Regions from separate parts of the Salmo salar genome. Here region 2 is linked to region 1. A link is a contact called in public Hi-C data. All regions are on one chromosome and are shown on one strand. The core of a region is the stretch at or near the end of the contact, and the rest is flanking DNA. Distances in the headings are between cores, read along the strand shown. Region 1 holds the start of LOC106588651 (CTP synthase 1). Region 2 has its middle 20 kb from the start of LOC106588653.

What was found. Hi-C and Micro-C count contacts between places; a contact is called where the count stands out from the background.
Region 2: a Hi-C map of gill shows a contact between it and region 1, with 6 times the contacts expected there. The contact joins the enhancer-like site here to the promoter of LOC106588651 in region 1. A contact is called at or near these places in 3 of 3 Hi-C or Micro-C datasets (blood, gill and muscle).

What each region holds. Positions count from the first base shown.
Region 1 is chrssa27:19,802,996-19,807,444 of Ssal_v3.1, forward strand. LOC106588651 (CTP synthase 1) reads right to left here and starts at 2,859. Exons shown (of 17, transcript XM_014177837.2): 1 at 2,728-2,859; 2 at 1,494-1,666; 3 at 683-853; 4 at 241-341; 5 at 1-74. The coding sequence starts at 1,659.
Region 2 is chrssa27:19,889,769-19,893,966 of Ssal_v3.1, forward strand. No RefSeq gene overlaps it. Among protein-coding and RNA genes, the nearest start is that of LOC106588653, 20 kb to the left of the region's middle. Within about 2 kb of position 2,228, at least 4 of the 13 cell types and tissues checked have an H3K27ac peak or open chromatin away from gene starts, as enhancers often do. A contact at or near this core is called in gill, where this site is marked.

The sequences.
Region 1 (4,449 bases), core at 1,609-4,108:
TTCACCTTGAACTGGAACTGCCTGAAGGCTTCGATGAAAGGCATGCTCTCGATGTCTCCCACAGTGCCTCCTAGCTGCACACATAAAACAGACATACCGGGATACACAATTACACAGGAATACAACTAGTAACTACCCAGCCCGAAATGACTCCTCAAGTAACATATGTCACACTATTATCAAACCAATAAAGGTTCTCTGGAAGTCATTGATCTACCAGTGTTAACCATAATCTTTTACCTCGATGACACAGATCTGAGGCTCCACACCGTCATCGTCAACAGGTACTCTGGCCTGACGCATCACCCACTCCTGGATCGCATCAGTGATGTGGGGCACCACTGCAAGGACACACCAAACAGGGACAGTTAGTCTGGAGATGCAGAGAATGTGACAAGAGAACTTGATAGCTCATATCCTTCCTTTTTGTCATTGGTTCTTCATAGGATATTGGACAGAACTGCCATGTCAAGCTAAATCAAATGCATATCAGCTATTCAACAAGGGTCTGAACTCCTGTATACCCAGTCTCTCTCTCAGCATGACTATGTACAGTCTTTCCCAGGTAGTCTCCTCTTCTTGTTGATGACAGATTGGTAGCTCTTCCTTTAACCCCTGTATATACACAGTTTCTACAAGTCATCCCAGCACTTGTCCCGCACCGTCTTATAGGTAGTCTTACCCTGTACGGTCTTTCCCAGGTAGTCTCCTTTCCTCTCCTTGTTGATGACAGACTGGTAGATCTTGCCGGTGGTCAGGTTGTTGTCTTTGGTCAGTCTGATGTCCAGGAACCTCTCGTAGTTCCCCAGGTCCAGATCCACCTCACCCCCATCGTCCAGCACAAACACCTCACCTGGAGGGAGAGCAGAGGAACAGCGTTAAAACACCTCACCCGGAAGAAGTCGAGTGGTATGGTTAAAACCCTAGTTTTAAGGGAGGGACAGGATTCTGGATATTGGAATAGATGTTCATGTCTCCATCTGTATCGATGTTGATCTAGACCAGGGGTATTAAACTCTTACCCTACGAGGTCCAGAGCCTGCTGGTTTTCTGTTTGACCTGATAATTAATTACACACACCTTGAGCCCCATGTCAAAAATCAGTCCCTGATTAGAGGGGCGGAACTGACTTCAAGGTCCAGAGTTTAGTTTGAGGGATCTAGACTATTGATGTTGATGTACCCTTCTGTGTACACAGGACACCAACACACATTCCTAGTAACATTTATTGTATGGCAATAACCTTTTCTGATTCCGACAACTGTGCGTGAGCAAAGAAAGTAATTCCATAACAAACAGAGAATAGTACTTAGGAGGCCTCATCATGGCATATAATTGCATTGACAGTGTCGTTTCAACCTATAATAGTTTGTTAGCATTTTCTTCTGTTTCATGACCCTGGACTCACCATTGTGAACCAAATTACACAGCATACACACAAGGCAGATATTAAAATCACTATTTCTATAACACAGAACATTTCCTGAGCTCACCATGCTCGTACGGAGAGAAGGTCCCTGCATCTATGTTGATGTAGGGGTCAATCTTGATGGCGGTGACACGCAGACCACATGACTTGAGGATGGTTCCCACACTGGAGGCGATGATGCCCTTCCCGATGCCTGAGATGACGCCACCAGTGACCAGGATGTACTTCATTGTGGCACTGGGTAGGAGACAATAATACGGATTACAGTAATGTAGTTAATTGATTCTAGTAGCTACTTGAGGCGGCAGGTAGTCTAGAAGTTGGAGAGGTGCACCAGCAACTGGAACATTTCTGGTTCGAATCCCAAGTCTGACTGGGAGGATTCTAGGTATCCTACACCTAGATGCCATCTCCTGCCGTTGTGCCCTGAAGCAAAAAACTTTAGCCCTGTCTTTTTCATTTAGTGTTGCTCAACCAAGCAAGTCTACCCCTCTGAGATGGTGGAAAAATTGCACAAGAGTTTTTTGTAATCAACATTCCTTCCCCTCAGGTCTTGCTGATTCCTATCGTTCGATAGTACAGTACATGCAAAAACCGTACAGTGAAACCTGCGTGGTGGCTAACGTTACATTGGTCAGAGAAATAAAGGACAAAGAGGGCGCGCGCATCTAAGGCATCAACGTTACTTTTTTCTAAAATCGGAAATCTAAAATATCTACTCTGTGGCTACAACCACCAAGTAAACGCAACAATGTACAACAACTGAGTTCGTTAGTAAACATTGCAGTCAGCCAGGTGCAAAGGTTGTAACACAAGTTACCTAACAGTAAAGGACTTGCAACATATAAAGTAACGTTATCTACAGAACAGTTAGCTTGATATCCTATTCCATTATCAATAACTTTTAGTCACACTAGCCGGATAGCTAGCTAAACTGAATCCTAACCTAGGACAATGCATTGATGTACCATGCGACCAACCCTGTCATAATACAGTACAAGGAATATATAAAATGCGGACTCCAAGGTCACCTAGCCCGATGATTCCATCACAGATAGAACAACGAGCTCTACAAATATTTGACTCCATCGCGTCAATTGAGCTAACAAGCTAACAGCAGGCTAGGCTACCTTAGCGCTGCGGTGTTCACAAAGGAAGCATGTTTTTCAACTCACCAAAACTAAATAGTGTAAGGCGGTCAAATGGTAAATATTTGGACTTGATTAATTTAAAATTGTCAATGTATATACATTTAAATTATTCCTTCAAATCTTGGATAATAAAATAAAAAAAGTTACTTAATTAGAATTGACTATCCATCCACTCCAAGTTCCAACACGTGTTGACTGGCCAAATGTTCTACCAGAGCAGTACAGAAAAAGACGCGCGACTAAGCAAGAGTGGCCTTGTGGTCGAGTACGTCACGGTTGCGTCGGATCTGCGCACGCACCACGCTGGAAATGTAACTATTGTCTTTTTTCTTCAGGGTTTAAGCTATATCAATATGCCAATCGTTATTGCATATTGTTATGTCTACATATTTATAATAATTGCATGATTTTGAGTAAAATAGTCAAATGATGTCCGGTACAAACCAGCAAACGACATTAATGTTTGTACCATGTTTTGTGTTGCTACCATGCTGTGCTGTCATGTGTTGCTGTCTTGCTATGTTGTTGTCTTAGGTCTCTCTTTATGTAGTGTTGTCTCTTGTCGTGATGTGTGTTTTGTCCTGTATTTATGTTATTTCTTTTTCCTTTTTAATCCCAGCCCCCGTCCCCACAGGAGGTATTTTGCCTTTTGGTAGGCCGTCATTGTAACCAAGAATATGTTCTTAACTGACTTGCCTAGTTAAATAAAGGTTAAATAAAATGTAAAAAATACGCTGAACAGTCCACATGATGGTGAAGGTGTGTTTACAGCTGATAATTAGTGGGGCAACCGGCAGGTGACAGTATTGCTCCATCTAAAATCCTTGGTGGCTGCTCTGACGGGCTGTACATGGCAGAAAAACGCAATAAATAAATTAGGAAACAATAAACGTTGTCTTTAATGCATATACATCTTTTGAAAAGTATATTATATATTCTGCAATGGAGGGAGTACAATAGTGGTGCAATGCCTCTTCGCTCTACCCCTGGTACCTAAGGCCTTTATAATTATGTTTACATGTAAACACACAAGATCACATCCACTTTCATACTCATCTGTTCTACCTGGGGGCAGGTTGGCAGATTTGAGTTTTATTTTTTTTAACCACATTTTTATTTGTTTTGTTATTTTTTTGTTGGGGGGGTTACAGGTACATTATCCATTTCAAATGATACATTTATAAAACATGTACTAGTAGGCTGCCACTCAAAAGAAGAAGAAGGGGAAAAAATCCAGAGTTTAAGTAATAATACATTCAGTATAAACAGGAAAAGAAAACAAAAAGAAGTGGGCCTCAACCCCCAACCTCCCGTGTCTCCACCCAACTCCCCCACCCCCCTCTCCCGAAACCTTCCCACCTCCTAGCAACTATGGTTGCTCATCAGGCAACCCTCACCCTCCCGCCACCCCTCCCTGAGACCAGAGAAAACCTTCCCCATATCAACCCTTTCTCGTGGGCCTGAAAGCAAAGAATGTAAAAAAAGATTCAAATAGGTATATATACTGAGTGTCTAAAATATTAGAAACACATGCTCTTTCCATGACAGACTGACCAGGTGAATCCATGATCCCTTACATGTTTGTGTTGGGCTTTATGAATTGTTAATTTGTAAGTGTTGGGCTTTTGCTGAGATAATTCTTTAACTCGGCAAGTCAGTTAAGAACAAATTCTTATTTACAATGACAGCCTTCTCCAGCCAACGCTGGGCCAATTGTGCACCACCCTATGGGACTCCCAATCACAGCTGGATGTGATACAGCCTAGATTTTAACCAGGGACTGTAGTGATGCCGTTTGCATTGAGATGTAGTGCTTTAGACCATTGCGCCATGCAGAAACTGAATATACTTGACTTTAAAGTAAAGTAT
Region 2 (4,198 bases), core at 978-3,477, 86 kb after region 1:
CTGTGTGACACTAGCCTCTGTCTGATTAGTGATATGCTGATAGGCGGGGTCACCAGACATTAGTGATGTATTGGTCTTGTTTTTTTTCATAGCTCATTGGCCTATAGCTGACCTAAATAAGACGAATAATTCATTTTTGTATATCTTGTTTTATCTTGTTTAAATTCTTGTTTGACCTTTTTTCATTGCTCATCAGCCAACAGCACTGATGTAAATAAGGCAAACAAATCTATTTTAGGACATGAGTGTGCAAGGTGGTAGCCTTAACCAACAAACACTTCCAGGGGTCAATTCCAATCCATGTCAGTCAATTTAGGAACTAAACTGGAAGATCCTTACGTGACATCTCCAAGCACTCTATCTTTTGAAGATTTGAGTAGGGATCAAAAACCCTTTTATCGAGTTGGCATGAAGAAGTGTTTCAGTCAGAGTAGAGACAGAGTGATGTACTAGCAGTCAGTCCTTCCCTGGTGAGAGGGCCTCATTGTCTTCCTGAGAGCCTTGTTTTACACACACGCACACACCAAAGTGCGAGCGCAGGCAGGCAGGCCCCAGGCAGGCAGGCCCCAGGCAGGCAGGCCTCAGGCAGGCAAGCCCCAGGCAGGCAGGCCCCAGGTAGGCAGGCCCCAGGCAGGCAGGCCCCAGGTAGGCAGGCCCCAGGCAGGCAGGCCCCAGGCAGGCAGGCCCCAGGCAGGCAGGCCCCAGGTAGGCAGGCCCCAGGCAGGCAGGCCCCAGGCAGGCAGGCCCCAGGCAGGCAGGCCCCAGGCAGGCAGGCCCGGTGGGGCTCGACTGGAGCAAGAAAGAAAGGGAGAAGAACATGAGGAAAAGAAAAGAAGATGCCTGTGACAAGAATAACGGTCTAAAAATACCATTGACTGTTCTTCTCCAAGGTCACTGTGTCATTTTGATTAGATTGGAACGTAGCAGTGTGTGTGTGTTTGTGTGTATGCATGCAGCAGACACAACCATCTTTCTCATGGACGTCACTTAAGCGAACAAACAACCGTGTGTGGCATCACACTATCAACATGACCCCGCTCTTACAACAGTCATTTTGATACTCGTTCAGATAACATACTCTATCTTATACCAAATAGTTAATATCAATGATCTCTTTACAGGCATGGTAACCACTGAACTACAATGAGGTGGATTTCACAAGGACAGGTGAACAAGGTAAATGAGGCTGAGGAGTCTATTGACAATAGTTGCTTATCTGTAGGGATTTAAGTGATGAGGTGATCATAAGAAATGGTTGACTGAGTAGCAATGGCTGCAGACCTATCACTGAAATGCAAAACATTTCAGCGTTTATCAAAATGTTGTCTAGGCTATTGTATCTATGGTAACAGGACAAAGTGAGGATCAATGGCAATGGTAGAGAACAAGGAAGGACTTAGGATGGCCAAAGCAGGCCTTCTGAATCAACGTCCGGGGCACAATGATTTGCTGTCCTTGATGAATTCGCTGTGAAAGAGCGCCCATGAGATTCCTGCCTCCCATTCACACTGCACTACCAATCTCTGGGACAGACTTCCCAAGAGACACACACATAGAATCATAATGTACTCTCAATGGACTGCAGGTAGAGCACTACACACCTCTCGCCCGCGCAACACTGAGTCACCCCCAGCCATGGAAGAGGGGAATTTCCTGAGCAGTTTCTCTGTGTGGTGCAAGTGCGCCTGCTGACTCAGCCATGCAAATTCACTCCTCTGGTGAGAGGAACAGACAAACTGGGAACCTACGTATGCCTCACAATATAGACTCCCCCTCTCTCTTTCTCTCTCGTTCTCTGTTTCTCTCTCGTCTTTTCTGTTTGTGTGTGTGTATATGTGTGTGTGTGTATGTTTGTGTGCGTGGACGTGTTGAACTATTCTTGTGGGGACCTGAAGTCTCCACAAAAATAGTAAACAAACAAAAATTTGACCAACTGGGGCCATTTTTAGTCCCCAAGAGGACAAATGCTATTTCTAGGGGGTTTAGGGTTAAGGTTAGAATTAGTGTTACGTTTACAATTACGTTAAGGGTTAGGGTTAGTGGTTAGGGAAAATAGGATTTTGAATGGGACTGAATTGTGTGTCCCCACAAGGTTAGGTGTACAAGACTGGCCACATTAGAAGTTAAGAGTTCTTCCTGCTTTCTGTGTGAGGATGTGGTAACAGTGTACACAACAAACACACAGCCATAGCCCAAAGGCCCACTGTATTCACACACAGAAACACACCGTAAACATCATGACCCATACTGTATCAGCTATGCCTCGTAAAGACTGATCCCTGCCAGAAGCATTACCCTTTGGTGACAACATGCATGGTGATCTGGTAACAACACAACATGAGACATACCCTACAGTACGTGGGTTGGAGCTGAAGCAGTTTACAGAGTAATATGACTCAGCTATCCCCAAACAGACAAACATGCTGATCAGTTAACATGAACACACACACACACACACACACACACACACACACACACACACACACACACACACGGTTACTGTATGTCTCTCTTTTTTATTTTTATTTTTATTTAACCTTCATTTAACTAGGCAAGTCAGTTAAGAACAAATTCTTATTTACAATGACACAATGACGGCCTACAGCTCTCTGCAGATGACCGCAGTAAAAACAGATGAAAAACAGTGCAGATGTTTTTAGTGAAGCAGAAAAGGAGAAAAAGAACAGGATATGTGACATAAACTCTGAACCATAACAGGAAGCAGGCAGTAAGTCCTGTTTAACACTAGAGAAAATCAAATCAAACTTTATTTGTCACATGCGCCGAATACAACAGTTGTAGCCTTCCCTGTAGCTCAGTTGGTAGAGCATGGTGTTTGCAACGCCAGGGTTGTGGGTTCGATTTCCACGGGGGGCCAGCACAGGAAAAAAAAAAAAAAATGAAATGTATGCATTCACTACTGTAAGTCGCTCTGGATAAGAGTGTCTGCTAAATGACTAAAATGTAGACTTTACCTTGAAATGCTTACTTACAAGTCCATAACCAACTGTGCTTGTCTAGAAGAGTTAAGAAAATATTTACCAAGTAGACTAAGATAAAAAGTAATAATAAAAAGTAACACAATAAGAATAACAATAACGAGGCTATATACAGGGGGCACCGGTACCGAGTCAGTGTGTGGGGGAACAGGCTAGTTGAGGTAATCTGTACATGTAGGTGGGGGTGAAGTGACTATGCATAGATAATAAACAGTGAGTAGCAGCAGTATACAAAAGGGAGGTGGGGGGGGTCAATGTAAACTGTCTGGTGGCAATTTTATTAATTGTTCAGCAGTCTAATGGCTTGGGGGTAGAAGATGTTGAGGAGCCTTTTAGTCCTACACTTGGCACTCCGGTACCGCTTACCGTGTGGTAGCAGAGAGAACACTCTATAACTTGGGTGACTGGAGTCTCTGACAATTTTATGGGCTTTCCTCTGACACCGCCTATTATATAAGTCCTGGATAGCAGGAAGCTTGGCCCCAGTGATATATTGGGCTGTTCACGCTACCCTCTGTAACGCCTTACGGTCAGATGCCGAGCATTTGCCATAAAAAGCGGTGATGCAACCGGTCAGGATGCTCTTGATGGTGCAGCTGTAAAACCTTTTGAGAATCTGGGGACCCATGCCAAATCTTTTCAGTCTCCTGAGGGGGAAAAGGTTTTGTCGTGCCCTCCTCACGACTGTCTTGGTATGTTTGGACCTTGATAGATGGTTGTTGATGTGGACACCAAGGAACTTGAAACTCTCGACCCGCTCCACTACAGCCCCGTCGATGTTAATGGGGGCCTGTTTGCCCCGCCTTTTCCTTTAGTCCACAATCAACTCTTTTGTCTTGCTTACATTGAGGGAGAGGTTGTTGTCCTGTCGTAGGTGAACAGGGAATACAGGAGGGGACTAAGTACACACCCCTGTGGGGCCCCAGTGTTAAGAAGAATCAGCGTGGCAGACGTGTTGTTGCCTACTCTTACCACCTGGGGGCGGCCAGTCAAGATGTCCAGGATCCAGTTGCAGAGGGAGATGTTTAGTCCCAGAGTCCTTAGCTTAGTGATGAGCTTTGTGGGTGCTATGGTGTTGAACGCTGAGCTGTAGTCAATTAACAGCATTCTTACATAAGGAGACAAACAGGCAGGCTATAGCAGCAGTTGGAATATAAGTCAGCTACAGACAGACAGACAGACAGACAGACAGACAGACA